Linked DNA regions of Sus scrofa: region 1 is linked to region 2. The links are chromatin contacts, called in public Hi-C maps. All regions are on one chromosome and are shown on one strand. Each heading gives the region's core, a stretch centred on a gene start, on an enhancer-like site or on the middle of the called end of the contact. The rest is flanking DNA. Distances are from core to core; before and after follow the strand shown.

Region 1 (7,350 bases), core at 982-3,481, 140 kb before region 2:
GAATATTTTTTGAGTACCTAGCATGCCCCAGGTTCTAATATTCATGAAATAGGGATAAAATAAAATATGGTACATGTTCTCAGTGAACTCATGGGAGGGGCTATCCTGTCTGGGCTCCTTTGCTTTGAATAGGAGGGGCATCTCATCATCAGACTGAGATGATGGGAGAGCATGAAGATGCTTTAGATAGCTTCATACTTAATGACTGCAATGGTTCAAGTGAAATAGGAGATTTCTATCTGCTCATAGTGACAAGGTGAAAATTGTGTTTCTTAGTAGTACTTAGCCACCTGGGTATAGGAGCTGAGAGGAGTAACTGTGTGGATTTGTAGGCTGGAATAGCACCACGAGGGTACAGATGGAAAAGGGAGTATGGGAGCTGAGGATATTGGCAAGAGAATAGATTACTGTGTTCTTTTTAGTTGAACACCATAGATCATGGTGTCTAACCAAGGTAAGGAACAAAATGAAGGTAATAAATGGCTAAATTGAAAGAAAAAAAAATGAATCAAGTAAATTTTAACTTTTCATGAGTCTAATGAGTAGGCCAGGGTGACAGAGTAAAAGCTGGAAAAATAGGAGGATATGGTTTGATGGTGAGTTATTGAAGTTTACTGTTTCTAAGGAGGAGACTCCCAAATCATGACAAGGCCAAGTGAATGTGAAAGCCAGTGGAGTTACAGAAATCAAAGAACGTGAGGGTCAGGGGCCTTGAAGAGGTCACCCATCTGGAGTTGAGAGTAAGCAGAATGATGGTGGAAGTTGGGGTGGAGAGGAAGATCCTGGCTCGGCTACAATCCTCCATGGAGGGGTGGCCACCACCCAGTGGCTCACTTGTCAGGGATTCTCAGAGTCACATTAATGGGTTTATTCTCTTGCCTGGAGGAGATGGTCAGGATGCCAGTGAAAATTACCTCTAGGAGTCTGAGTTTATCTTGACCCCCGCTCTTCCCATCAGAAAGATCTAATGTCTCTAAATGAGCATCAAGGAGAGAGAATCTCAATAGAAGAAAGTTAGCAAGGTAACCTCAAAACCTTTTCTACTTTATTGTGTTAATTTCCTCTTTACAAAGTATTTTCTACATGACTGCTACCTAATTAGAAGGATTCAGAGCAACAGAAAATTCACTGTCTTGGGTCTCAGAAAATCTTTATGACCCAGGTCTACCTCCTTGATGAGCTGTCATATAGACAATTCACCTAGTATCCCTTACCCATTCCAGAAAAAGTAAGAGCACTTGGAAACTAATCTGAGGTAAGAAAACATATACTATGTTAAAAAAAAAAAAAAGAAAGAAAGAAAGAAAAGAAAAGAAAACCACTGATTAGTTCTTTGGTGGCCCAGCCATTAAGGATCTGGCATTGTCACTACTGTGGATTGATCGATCCCTGGCTGGGGAACTTCAACATGCCATGGGCATGGCCAAAAAAAAAAAAAAAAAAATTAATTAATTAATTAAAATAGAAAAGAAAAAGAAAACCACTGAGATTAGAGGAAGATATGAGGAGAAGCTGACCCTCAGAGAGTGATGAAGCCAATCCAATGAGCCATGGGCATGAGATTGCTACTGTACTAGAATACCCAAACAGGTATTCTCATTGTGCTTTTCTCCAGCAAGTGAGATGCTGAGAGTTACTTTAGCTTTTTCTGTATCATTCTGGACACAGCCAGGAAAACACAAATTACTCTAAGACTTCCAAACAGAAGGATTTAGTTACACAGCTTCTTCAGATGGAATCACCAAGTAATGGCAGACAGCCTGGGACAAGGATTTGGGTGCATGTGATTTTCGGAAGCCATACACTTTAAGAAGAGCTTGTGAGGGAGACAACAAATCAGGATCGTGAAGAGGAAAGAACTAACCAATGATGTGGGTCAGGTCAGGCACAGCCTTGGCCTGATCCACAGAGGGAGAGCTCTGGAACATAACCCCCCAACAAAATTGTCCCTTCCTTGGCACGAGAGGGTCAGTGTGTCGTAATCTTTGTCCTTCATCGTTGGCTGTGGCTATTTTGTCCACTCCCGTCAGTCTCGGAGAAGGAGGCTTGTTTTGAACTCTCAGCAGCCACAGTTCATAGTAACAATAAGTACACCAGGCCAGTAGGGGGCCTAGAAGGATCTAGAGTGTTTCCTGCAACAGCTGGTGGAAAAACAGAAAAACCTATGAAGGGAGGGTGAGGCCACCCAGAGTTTGGCAAGAGTGAGAAGAAGCTATCATTCCTAAGCCTGGAGAGACAACCAGAGGAAGTGGTATTATAAGAGCCCAGAGGCCAGGCCATTTTGTGGGATATAGTCATGGCAGGCATTGACCAGAGGATCTGGGTCCATAGGAAAAGGGGCTGCCTTGCAGAAATTGTGGAAGAGATGCTGCCAGAAATGCCATGAAAATTAGGGGGGAGGGGAGAAGGAAAAACACCACTGCCATCTTCCCACCCCCAGACTCCAAACCTTGTCTCCCACTGAATGAATGAAACTAATAGCCTGAGGAAGGTAATTTCTGATCTTTCAAAGCAGGGCAGGAGAAGTTTGGAAAATAGATCTCAAAGCTAACAGGAGATTAACTGGCTGCTCCCTAGAGAAACATCCAACCCTTAGTGAGATTAGCTTCATCTCTGAGAACAGAGTGTTCAGATATCAGATTTTCTGCATTTAGTGACTCTTTGGATTTGGATAAGGAAAGCCCGTTAGAATACTGAGTCTCTAATGTGGCAGATACCCAATCCAGTTGTGACCAGGGACTCCAGGGCCGTTTTGCAACACCAAAGTTTGCTCTGTATGAGGAAGTACAGTTTTTATTATTTCTGGTGAATATTCTGAAAATGTATAGCTATCCCCTTTAACTTTCTATATTTGGTACTTTCTTAAGGAGTAAAATTCTGTTTATAGGATATTGGTGAGAGGGAGAGTGATAGATAACTTTTGGTCATCTTTAGAAAAGAATTTACAGAGCCGTTCTTGATCTTGAAAACCTATGTCAGCAACAGAACTTTGGCATAAGCATAGATGGTTTCTGGGAAACAGAAGCCAAAATTGCAGCTACGAAAAAAATACGTAAAAAGTAAAATAGACCAAGTGAACATACAGATTTTAGAAATTAAATAACTTACCTTTTTAACTTCTCATTCCTCACTTAAAATTGATTTCCGTATTTGAAACGTACTCTTAGATTTTTTTTTTTTGATCACATTGCCTCTTGTCATAAAAAAACATCTAGCAAGATAGTATTACATTTCTCACCAATGCAACTCTGAAAATGTGCACTGTGTGATGACTTGTGAGATACTCATCTACAACCAAAAGAAATGATATAATAGACATTTTGATGAAGTGCTTTATCCCAATCTCATGCTTGGCTGGTGGTATTTTACAGGTTCATTTGCAAGTAGGTTCTTTTTTTTTTTTTTAACTTTTTATTTCAAGGTGGTGATGAGGAATGGGTACTTTATAACTTGATATTATCATAGCTAGATAATTCATTGTCTTGGGACGCATATGTCTTGACTAGATTTAAAACATCACTATTTGAGTCTTAGAGAGTATTTGCAAGTAGATCGTTCTCTTCCTATTAGTGAGGATTAAAAGATTCTGGAGGCAGAAAGTTCTGATCAGTTCTTGGGAGGTTCTGCTTGTTCCCCTAAGGAGCCTACAAAGATCAAATCCATGTTTTCGTGCAAGAACTTTTTGAAGTGCTTGAAGCAACTGTTAAAGCATCTTGGATGTCTCATGGTTTAAATGATCCTTTCTGAGAAATATTAAATACTAACTTTAAAATTGTGTGATTAGAGAAAGAATGAAATGCATTCATGTACTGGAGTGGTCTGAGGGTTAGCAAACAAGTTGCATATAGGGAGAACCCTGGTGTGCTTTTTATTTCTCCACTTTAGAATCTCCCCTTTCACATCCATAATAGCCTCATTCTTTTTTCTGTTTGATTAGAATGGATGGTGCGAAATGACAAGAAAGAGAATGCTGAGAAAGTAAAGGAATCCTGCAAGGGGCGAGTGTTCTGGGATTTTAATAGCGAAGGGATTACCTCTCCTCCACTGCCTTGCACGGTGGTAGGCAATGCGGTCCAGAGCAGAAAGTAGTGTTTTGAGGTCATCTAGTCTCTCTTACGTCCATCATGCAAAACTGTACCAGATGTAAGAGGGAGCAGAGGCAACATATAAGAAAAATCCCCTAAAGTATTACTAAACTACAATGAAACGCTCTTTCTACTGCCACCCTACTTCCATCACTAAAGCTCCAAATACATTGTTTGCCTTCTACAAGTTACTGAAACCAATTAACCAGTGGATTTTCCCCGTCACCATCTCAGTAAATGGAAACATTGAGAGTTTTTGTTTTCAAAAAGAGACCTTATTCTTAGCTCCTGTGACTTTCATCCACTTTCCTAGCTGTTTCCTTCTGTCACTGTAACCTCTCAGGCCCATCACTGTCATCAGCCACATATATCTTTTGGGCTCTTAACTCATAGGACATGCACAGACCTGCTCCGTGGAAGTTGCAGAATGGGAAGTTCCGGTGGGGTAGGAGAGAGTAGGCTCTGATGTCCAGGAGCTACCAACCACATGACCTCAGTCTGACTGGCCTGGTACTCTCCTCTTCCATGTTTTAGTGATTCCATCCTCCTTGAAGACTGAGCACAGGTGCTTCTTTTCTATGAGGTCTGCAGTTATAGTTGTTCCCTTTCTGAATCTCCCTACTTTCTGGAATCAGGAACTATAAAAATAGAGAAAGGGAGTTACCTACCCTAGACTAGAGTGGCTAGGAGATATTTCTGAAATAAAAATACATGAAAAACTAAGCCTGGGAGTTCCCGCTGTGGCACAAGGGGGTTGAGGGCATCTCTGCAGTGGCAGGACTCGGGTTTGATCCCCAGCCCAGCTCAGTGGGTTAAAAGATCAGGCATTGCCACAGATGTGGCATAGATCCCAACTGCACCTCAAATCTGATCCCTGGCCCAGGAACTCCATATGCCAAACTCCATATGCCAAAGGGTGGCAAAAGAAAAAAAAAATTGTTCAGCCTGGTAGAGTCAGGCAGAATGGTTCAAGTATAGAGGGGTAGGAATGATTGTCTAGTGATGGGGATGATGCATGAAAGGTGCAGAGGTGTGGAATCAAAAAAGCCAAAAGCCAAGGCTGCATTCTGGTCAAACCACTGTGAAAAAATTTCTGTGTGGGAAAATAGTGATGGCATAGAGCAATGGGTCTCAAATTTTAGATCACTATTGCCCAAGAGAAATGTAATGTAAACCATATATGTAATTTCTAGCAGGCACATTAAAAAAAGAAAAGGTAAAATTCATTTTCACAATACAGTTATTTAACCTAACCTGTCCAATATATTATCATTTTAATATGTGATCAATATATAACTTATGTGACTTTTACATTCTGTTTTTGTACTAGGTCTTCAAGGTTTATTGTGTACTTGACATTATAGCCCATCTCAATTAGGACTAACCAGATTTCATGTGCTCAGTAGCCACACGAGGCTAGTGGCCACGATATTGGACAGCACAGCTTTGAAGTATGTCAAAATCTTGTTAAACTACAGGTTGCTCATTCCATCCCTAGAGTTTCTGATTCCAGAGATCTGGGGTACAGGTCCAGTCATTCATGTTTCTAACAAGTTCCAAAGTGTTGCAGATGTTACTGACCTGGAACCACTAGTTTGGATAGGTGGTCCTTAAGCCTGGCTTCAAGTTAGAAACAGCTGAGTTAAAAGCAAGGCAAAAACTATCCTCCATGCCACACCCCAGACAACTTAAACCAAAAGCTCTAGAGGTCAGACCCCAGGGAATGGCTCTTTTAAACAGTTTCTCGGGGAATTTTAATTATCAGCAAGGTTAGAGAAGCACAGAAATGAGAAGAGAAAGGACTAGAAAGATGTTTGAGTAAACAAAGGAGAGCTAAATTTTAAAAAAGAAAAATAGACTAACTCTTATAAGTAACAGGGGCCCTAGGTAGGCTTTTAAACAGGGCAGTTATATATAGTGCATGCATTATTTTGCTGAGTTGCTTGCGCTGGTAGAGGCTTGTAGCAGGAAAGGGTTAAAGAAAGGTTTAAAACTATTCAAGAGCTCCGAAAGTTTGGGGCAATGGAAGGAGGGTGTGAGGAGAGGAAATAAGAGGGTTTTACACATTGTGTTCAATTGCATGACTATTCTATGGAGTGTTGGAATGAAGGGTATGCGCTAAATATCAACAGGCAATTTGTGTTATTTGTTTAGTTCAGGGTAGAGCAATAATGCAGCAGTCACACACTGAAATGCCTGCAAAGGCCATGTAAGAAAGGTAGCAAAAAAAAGTAGGGGCAGGAGAAAAACCACCAGGAAAGAATTCAGATGTACACATACTGTGAATGAGGGAAGCTTACATTCGATATTTGTTAGGCCTGATCCCTAGGGGGCAGTTCCTTCCACATAGTACCTATTATTTACCCCTTTGTCCATTCTTGCCCCCTGCCCCTTATTCCTAAAATTTCTTTTTCCCTCAGGCCAGGCTCTGAACTCTTTTTAGGATTCCTTGTCCCCTAGGCAGTGAGTCTTTCCTTGTCTGATTCTCTGGCTTTGGGTTGAAACTTTATGAAAACAAATTATCAAAGGTACTTGAAGTCAAAGGAAACTATAAACAAAAGGAAACAAAAGTCAGTAGTTCCTGGAGAAAGTTGGAATAAATGGAGATGGGGGTGTGGGTGAATGGGCAACAAGCATAAATTCATGATGGAAATAAGATTTCATAACCTGAAACCACGTTATCTATCAAATATCACAGGCACACACTTTGGGAGAGCAGACATGGACTCTTGCCAACATGCCACAGAATTTAGATCACAATGTACTAGGGGAAAGCCACAGTAATAAATGACGCTCTGGTATCATAGGTCCTTCCCACATCACTGCAGACATGGAATTTAAGTTACCATGGTTCAATACATACTATAAAAAAATAAGTAACCAACAGAAAATACAGTAATTATAAGGATCAGCCATCACATGCTTAATCAGTTATTTTCATGTCAATTGTGATTTATTTCCATCCTTCCCTCTCCTTTCTATGTAAGAGTTTGGGCAGAGTCTCCAAAGCCTGTTAACAGGAACCCTAATAAGATTCTTAATGAGATTTTAAGATTAAGCTGCCATTACCATTACTGAACATTGGGTTCCTTATCCTCCATCTGCTATTTTCTTTCTGTTCCCTTGGCCTCACCTTTCTCTCATCCATATTCTTAAAACATTCCCTCTGAGCCCATTAACAAATTGCCAAGCCAGATTGGCAATTAAATTGCATCTTCAAACCTAAATTTTAATTCTGAAGATTTTTCTTTCTCTTCGCAACATG
Region 2 (7,376 bases), core at 1,255-3,754:
TAAAAAATACAGTGAACAAATTTCATAAATCTTTCTTCATTTTCCTTTCTTCCCTTTGATATGAAGATATAAAAGTAAACTTATTTCTACTCATTCGACTTTAGGTAATTTCAAAAAGCTAGTTGAAAATGATGCACAAAATTAAAGTTCTACATGCAACAAAACAACTATTAGTTACCTCAACCAATATCCATATACCTTTCAAAGTAAAGTCCCATTTTTCAACAAATTTACCTGCTCTATTGTCTGCCAGACAGACCCACAGGATTCTATTATAATTGATGGTACAGGTAACTGTGCTTTTCCATATATTCCTACTGTTTTTTAATACACACTATTATCGCAGCCTATGGTGATGAAAGCACAAAGTTGTTGCTCTCTTGTCTGGCTTCCACCCATTTAAGGATTAGTCCTTACATCACAGCTAACAGTATATACTCAATAAATACTTGTTGAATAATGAATGAATCAATTTACCAATTTCCACTGTAACCATATTCTTAACAGTAAGGAACAATCTCAGTTCTTTGGGGCATCTGTATTCTCAATGCATCAATATTCTCTTTTCTACTTTTAAAGGGTGTTTTGTGATATATGCACAATTACCACAAATAAACGTATGACATTTTCAAGCCTCTGATAAACTTAGGCAAACATAATTTTGCCAGATAATTCATTTAAAAAATAGCAATTTTAGTCAATCAGACAAAAAAGCATGTAATTTCTACTTTCTTAAAAAAAAAAGTATCTCCTCAGAGATTTCTGTTTAATAGCAGAGGAAAAATATAAATAGATGCCCCCCCTCCAATTTACAAAATAGATCAACCTTCACAGTTCCAAAAGATCAAGATGTATACTGTAACAAGATGCATGGCACTGTTTTATACTGTGCGTTGTCCCAGAATTGATAACTATAGATCTACATGACACTGAATCGACTGATTCCTTGAAAGTCTGGCTAAGAAAACTGAACGTATGTATTTATTTACACACACACACACACACACACACACACACACACACACTTACCATGACCTGAAGATTTACATTCTCAAATACAGTTTTTAAAAAAATCCTTGCCAGAAAGCATATAAAGATGAAATTCTTGCCTTTTAATCTTGAAGAGAAGACAAATATGTGAAAGTGTTCACTTTAGCAAAGATACTTTCAATTTTGCGGTGGGGGGAGAGAAAACATTCATTCTGATTATTTAGGCCATACCCCTATTTTAATCATTTATTCACTTTCCTTACTTTCTGAATTAACAATGAAAGCCATACCCAAACTATTCAAATGTGAAAATGGTCACTCATCTATCAGTGTGGCTACTTCATTCACACTTCACAGTTTAATAGTCTTAGTGTAACTGGTGTATGTCCTCCTTAGCTATAGAGTTCAGTCAAGATTATTTTATGACTTGGTGGTAGGCAGCACTCTAGACGTGTGTCTTGAGTCTGTGTCCCTGAATATCTAAAGTACTCGTGGAGTTTGGGCTAGATCATTGGTTCTTAAAATGTCCCTGGAACAGCTTTATTGGCATCACCTGGAATCTTGTTAGAAATGAAGATAATGAAAACATACTCAGACATACTGAATAAGAAACTAAAGGAAGAGCTTAGCAGGCCTTGTTTTTAACCTCAAGGTGACTTGGATATGTGGTTAAGTTTGAGATCCTCTGGACTAGATGATTCCCCAAAACCTTTTTCAACTATCAAAATCCTACTGGCATTAGATCAAATGTATCCTCTAGAACCAGCACCAGGTTCCATTAAATGCTTTTGATTAGTCCTGGGAATCTAAGTAAACTATCATCATCAAAATTACCACATTCTCTATATATAGTACTTCAAACTTTGCTACATTTCACCAGGACAAAATTTGTACTAGTAGCTCCAATTAGGTAGACACCGTGACTAATGTTTGATTTCATTTTAACTCACAGTGGTGATCTCCAAATGAAACCCTCATATTTATAAGTCGGGGGCTTAGTCTAGCTGCTGTGAAAAGTAAATCAATACTTTCTGACAAAGTACAAGCATTTTGTATATACCTGTCAAGTCTAATTGCTACCTATAGTTTTCTTTCACTTTCCCATCCCATCTGTGAGAAATATTGAAATATAACTCAAAAGGGGGTGAGAATACGTAAAACTACCGGAACAGTTTAAATTGATGGGGCTTTTTAGGATCGCCACCTATAGGAAAGGTTACTAAATCAGGAAGCATGAGGCCTCACACACTGAAAGAATTCTCATCCCCAATAGATCTGGCCCTAAAATATGACTCAGTGGGGTCTATTTCAGCAGTGAACAATGTAACAACATGGACACTGTTGTACTAAGAACCATAACTCACAGATATAAAAATGTTAGACTTCCAATGATACTTTCAACTTTTTTTGAGGCTATTAGGAAAGCAGGACAGAAATAATCCTTTGAAATGACATAAAGCTTGGATGACTGTCAGGGACCAAAAGGAAAAGCTTTTAAAAACCAGCAGGGGTCAAGTTTAAAAGTTAACTTTTGCTCCCCAAGATAAATGTTCCTTTCCCACCCACTCTCTGTTTTGACAGGTGACTGCTTTCCAACAAACTCCTCCCTCCCTCCATCCTTCCTTTAACACCCTTAAGTCAGCCCAGCTTTTTCAGTGAAACAAAGGCTCTTATCTCTTCACACCATAATACTAGAAGGCCAAATAAACATATATTCTTAAAAACAATGTTCTTAACATCTCTCAATTTTGTCAAGAAAATATTGGAGAAGGCTACAAAGCTCCGAACTATTTTCCTGCTCCAGGCACGCACACAAAATTGCTTTAATTGAGAATCCAAAAAGCATTTATTTTACAGTACTCAGTAATAGCGCATTAAAGTCTTCTGCCCTGCCATTCCAGACCTACAAAGAATTTAGTCATGTAGGTGACTAAATCCAGTGTGAAGATGATTAATGCACACAGCAACCTATTTCATTTCCAACTTCCCATTTTCAAAAATTCCCCTGGCAGGAGTGTATACATTTAAGTTAGTTAGATACTTGGCAGCATTTTGTCCACAGGCTCCCCAAGAAACAAAACCAAACCATAAGAAACAGTCACTAAACGCCTTTAAAAAAATTCTTTACATAGTACTTGGTATATGTCTTCAGAATTTTCAACACTTTAGATTTACTGGATCAACTAAATTTACACAAATCCAAGAACGAATCTTTGCAAAAGCATAAATTTGAGTAACTTCTCCTAATTTCTATATTTAGCATATATACATTGCCCTCAGATTGAGTTTGATACTTAAGTGAGATCAACAGTGAAAAAAAATGGCTTTAGAACCAAACCCAGGCAGAATTCTCTATCCTCCTCCATGCTGGAATTCTCAAATGTCACCCAAGCAAAACACTCAACATTTTAAGGCAAGATATGTTAATACAGCTTTAAAGAAACTTGTGGCCTGTAATTTCTTTTGGCTTCCTCAGCAGAATAAATCCCTTTGTCAAAAACTCTTCAAAAGATTTCATTTACACTCATGGGCCTAAGGTATAGAAAGTGTTCTAGATTTAAAAAATGATACACTTTTTATTCTACTGAGGTTATATGAGTAAAGCGGCCCTTAAGAAAAATAAAATACAAAATAAAAAGCTCACACTGCCTCCTGCTGTTAGAAGGAAAATCTCATGAGGTCAAAATGGTCCACAAACTGCACAGTGTAATGAGAGCAAGAGGCTTGTCTTAGTTTTTTTTCTTTTTCCCTTCTTTTTTAATCTAGAACTAATTCCAAATCGAAGCCTCAAAAGGGTTCAGATACTGTCCACAACCCATACAAATATACTGCCAAAAACACTATAAGGTATGACTTCAGAACTGAAAACCATCTTCCTCAAACGTACTTTCAACTGGATAGGTGATGTAATTTCAACAACACAAAACAAACAGAAGACAAAAGATAGAAATAGGAAAAGGAAAATTAAAAGCACTAGCCTATCTGGCCAGATGCCTGGTTACTTTCCCAGATCTAAGGCAGTTTTAACAGTTGGTTTCTCCCCTTCCCTACCTAATGTGAGATAAACTGCTCCAAGTCAGCAGAACAGATTCAATATCCTGTAGTCAACGTATGGCCATACCTGACACCGCAAGACTTCCTAGACCTCGACGATTTTTTCCATATTTAAGGAGTTGGGAGGAGTGTCACTCAACTTGTCACTGAGACACACCTCTCTTCAGAATTTGGCAAACCACTCTTGGGGGCTTCATGCACCTTCCCCCTGTCCACCTCAGCCACAGTACTGTTTAAATAACTGAATATGAAACACAGAAACACAAACAAATTTTTGGATTTCTTTAAAAATGACATTTGTATTAAAAATCTTAAAATGAAGAGACAATGATTAAACACATGTCTGGAATTAAAAATTACAAGTTGTTAGAATTCTCTTGGTACATCACAACAGCAAAATTCTGCTCTTTGCTTCTGGAGGAACACCCTATAACAGAAAACCAAAAATTTTAAAAAATGATACAAAAGGGGAGCTAAATACCTGAACACTGGAACAAAATGAAGCAAAAAAAAAAAAAAAAAAAAAGAAAGAAAGAAAAAAAGAAAAAAGAAACCCATTGCAAAATAAGTGAATTACATCTTAAAAGCTGGAAATAATAAAGAAATTCACCGAACAACAGGCCCTATTGTCCTGATTCCTTCAGGAAGATTACTGAAAGGAAATGGGGAAGTGGTTTGAGGGGATCTGGTGGGAAATTCACAGGTTGGCACCGGCTGGAACAGCTGAGTTTTGAAGGCACTCTGCAGACACAGGGGTGCTGGGGGCCCTGAATCACATTTGTGAAGTCTTTGTACTGTGTTTTAAAGAGCTAGTCATCAAAACCTGTTACTGCCAACCAATAAGAACAAAAAGCTAAATCTAAAAACACACACACACACAACAGTACACACAAAAATGTGCAGATCTGTAACATTTTTTTTCACAGCTGATAAAAAAAAATACTACCGTTCTCCCCCAGACTCCCCTTTGATACAGTAGGTAAACAAAAATAGATTTTTTTTTTCCACAAATATCAGCAGACACATTCTGGCACCCCACACTGTATTGGCATCAGTGTTAACAGTCCCAGTTCAGATGTGCAATACTTCAGATTGGATACACTGTAACAAGAATCCAACTTTGCATAGACATCCTCAGAATCATAATCAGTCACGGGGTTGCCCTTCCAAGCTGGCAGAAAAGGAACCCGATCTTAATTTCCAGCTACTCCTGGAAAACGAGGAAAAAAAACAAAAGTTTTTTCCTCTCCTCCTGCTCCTTCATTTGGTTCTCCCGGACTTCCTTCCGAGTATTTAAAACTTGGAACGAGAAAAACGGTTTTGGACAGAAAAACAAAAACAAAAAACTCCCCCTTTCCAACCTTCTCCCCGTCCTCTTCCTCCCCCACCCCATTTTTTTTTTTTTTTTTTTCTCCAGGCTGAAACTTTCGCTTGCCGGTGTCAAGCTGCCAATACAGCGCCCCAACGGCTGCGTCAATGGGGAAATAACGCGTCAACCAAAATCAATGAGAAACGTACATGCCGCAAAGAGCCACATTTCCATCGGGTCTCGGATGGTCAGAACGGCACACCCCCTCGGACACGGGGCAGAGGCAGGGGACATGGCCACGGGGGCCAGCCGGGCTCCCGGGACACCCCGGCCGATGCAAAGTCGTCTCCAATCTCAAAGCAAGAAGAGAAATCACATTTAGAGTCGGGTGCGTTTGGCTTTTGTGCGCAGAGCTCGGCCGGCGCGCGGCAGCCGCGGGCGCCTCAGAGGATCACGCAGGCCGAGCAGCAGCCCTCGTCTCCGTTGGGCTGCGCCGCGTAGTTCATCTGCCGCACGATCTCGGCAAACAGCTCGTCCACCGAGGCTTTGTTTTTGGCCGATGTCTCCATGAAGGGGCAGCTCCACTCCTCGGCCAGGGCCTTGCCCTCGCCGTAAGAGACCTCGCGCTCGCCCTCCAAGTCCACCTTGTTGCCCACCAGGATCATGGGCACTCTCTCGTACCGCTTTACGCGGATGATCTGGTCCCGCATAGGCTTGATGTCCTGGAAGCTCTGCTGGTTAACGAGGCTGTAGACGAGGATGAAACCCTGGCCGTTCTTGATGTACAGGTCCCGCATGGACGCGAACTGCTCCGTGCCGGCCGTGTCCAGGATCTCCAGCACGGACGGCGACGAGTCCACCTCGATCTCCTTGCGGTAGAAGTCCTCGATGGTGGGGTCGTACTTCTCGATGAAGGAGCCGGTCACGAACTGCACGGTGAGCGCGGACTTGCCCACGCCGCCCGAGCCTAGCACCACCACTTTGTACTCTCTCATGGCTCCGTCGGCGCTCGCCCGTCGGGGCTGCGCGCCGTAGTAAGGCTGGGCTTGGCGGCTGGACTTCTACCCTTCCTCAGCTCCGCAGGAAAAACTCAGGAGCGAAATGGCCGAGGAGCGCAGAGCGCGGAAATCACCGAGCGGGGGCCGGGCGCCGGGCCGGCCGGCAGCGGCAGCGCGTCCCTGGGGCGCAGGTCCGGGGCCCCGCAGCAGCCCGCGGCGGCAGCGGCAGCGGCAGCCTGGGCGGCGGAACCGGAGGACAATGCCGGCAGCCTGTGCAAAGCGAAGGCTGCAGCTTCTCGTCGCGGCAGCCCAGAAGGGCGAGGAGGCGGCGGAGGTAGCGGGCTGCGGAGGCGGCAGCTAATTGCGCGTCGGGCCGGGACGCGCGTGGCATGAGTCCCCGCAGAGCGTGCGCCCACCGCCGCGGCCCATGGAGCTCTCTTCCTCAGCCTCCGCGGGGCGAGGGCTTCCTACTCGCCGCGCGCAGCCCGGCCCTCCCCGCCCGGACGAGCATGCCCAGTGCGCCGCCGCCGGCCGCTCCCGCCGGATCCGCTGCTCCTGGTTTTCCAGGGAGCCGGGCGGAGGCGGGGTTGTGGGTGGGGCTCGCGATTTGAGTCGGGACTAGCGGATTCGCCGGAGGCTCTGGTCTCCCAGCAAGAGGACAAATGTGCCGGGATGTGTAGGTGTTTGTGGCGGGCTGGGAGAGCTCCAGTGGGAGGTTGGAGGCAGCCTTCTTTCGCCGCTCTGGGTTCATACATAGGGGCTCAGGCTCTTCGAGAAGCGAGTGGGTGCGGCAGCCACCCCCTCACTCCTCCCTGGGAATAGGGAGGATTGGGCTCTTGCCTCGCATCATTCAGAGCCCGTAGATCCCACTTCCCAGACCCCCGGAGGGTGTGTCTCCCGGGATTGAGACCCAAAGGACGTTTGGGTGTTTGGCGGGAAGACCATCTTCCCCTACCCAAGGCGCAGCTCTTTCTACCCGACCTTCTCTGGCCTACTCTCCCGCACTTTCATCTCTGGGACAAAGA

Evidence for each region. A called contact is a pair of places that touch in the nucleus more often than the background predicts.
Region 1: a contact with region 2 is called in a Hi-C map of retroperitoneal adipose tissue, with 2.4 times the contacts expected there. The contact joins two enhancer-like sites. A contact is called at or near these places in 6 of 47 Hi-C or Micro-C datasets (embryonic fibroblasts, heart right ventricle, liver and 2 more) and 1 of 2 datasets of contacts at active chromatin or transcription factors (alveolar macrophages).

The regions. Positions count from the first base shown.
Region 1 is chr13:93,446,417-93,453,766 of Sscrofa11.1, reverse strand. No RefSeq gene overlaps it. Among named protein-coding and RNA genes, the nearest start is that of RAP2B, 140 kb to the right of the region's middle. Within about 2 kb of position 2,231, at least 5 of the 83 cell types and tissues checked have an H3K27ac peak or open chromatin away from gene starts, as enhancers often do. A contact at or near this core is called in retroperitoneal adipose tissue, where this site is marked.
Region 2 is chr13:93,307,084-93,314,459 of Sscrofa11.1, reverse strand. It overlaps RAP2B (RAP2B, member of RAS oncogene family), which reads right to left and starts at 6,348. Exons shown (of 1, transcript NM_001123185.1): 1 at 5,797-6,348. The coding sequence starts at 6,348. The coding sequence ends at 5,797. Within about 2 kb of position 2,504, at least 2 of the 83 cell types and tissues checked have an H3K27ac peak or open chromatin away from gene starts, as enhancers often do. A contact at or near this core is called in retroperitoneal adipose tissue, where this site is marked.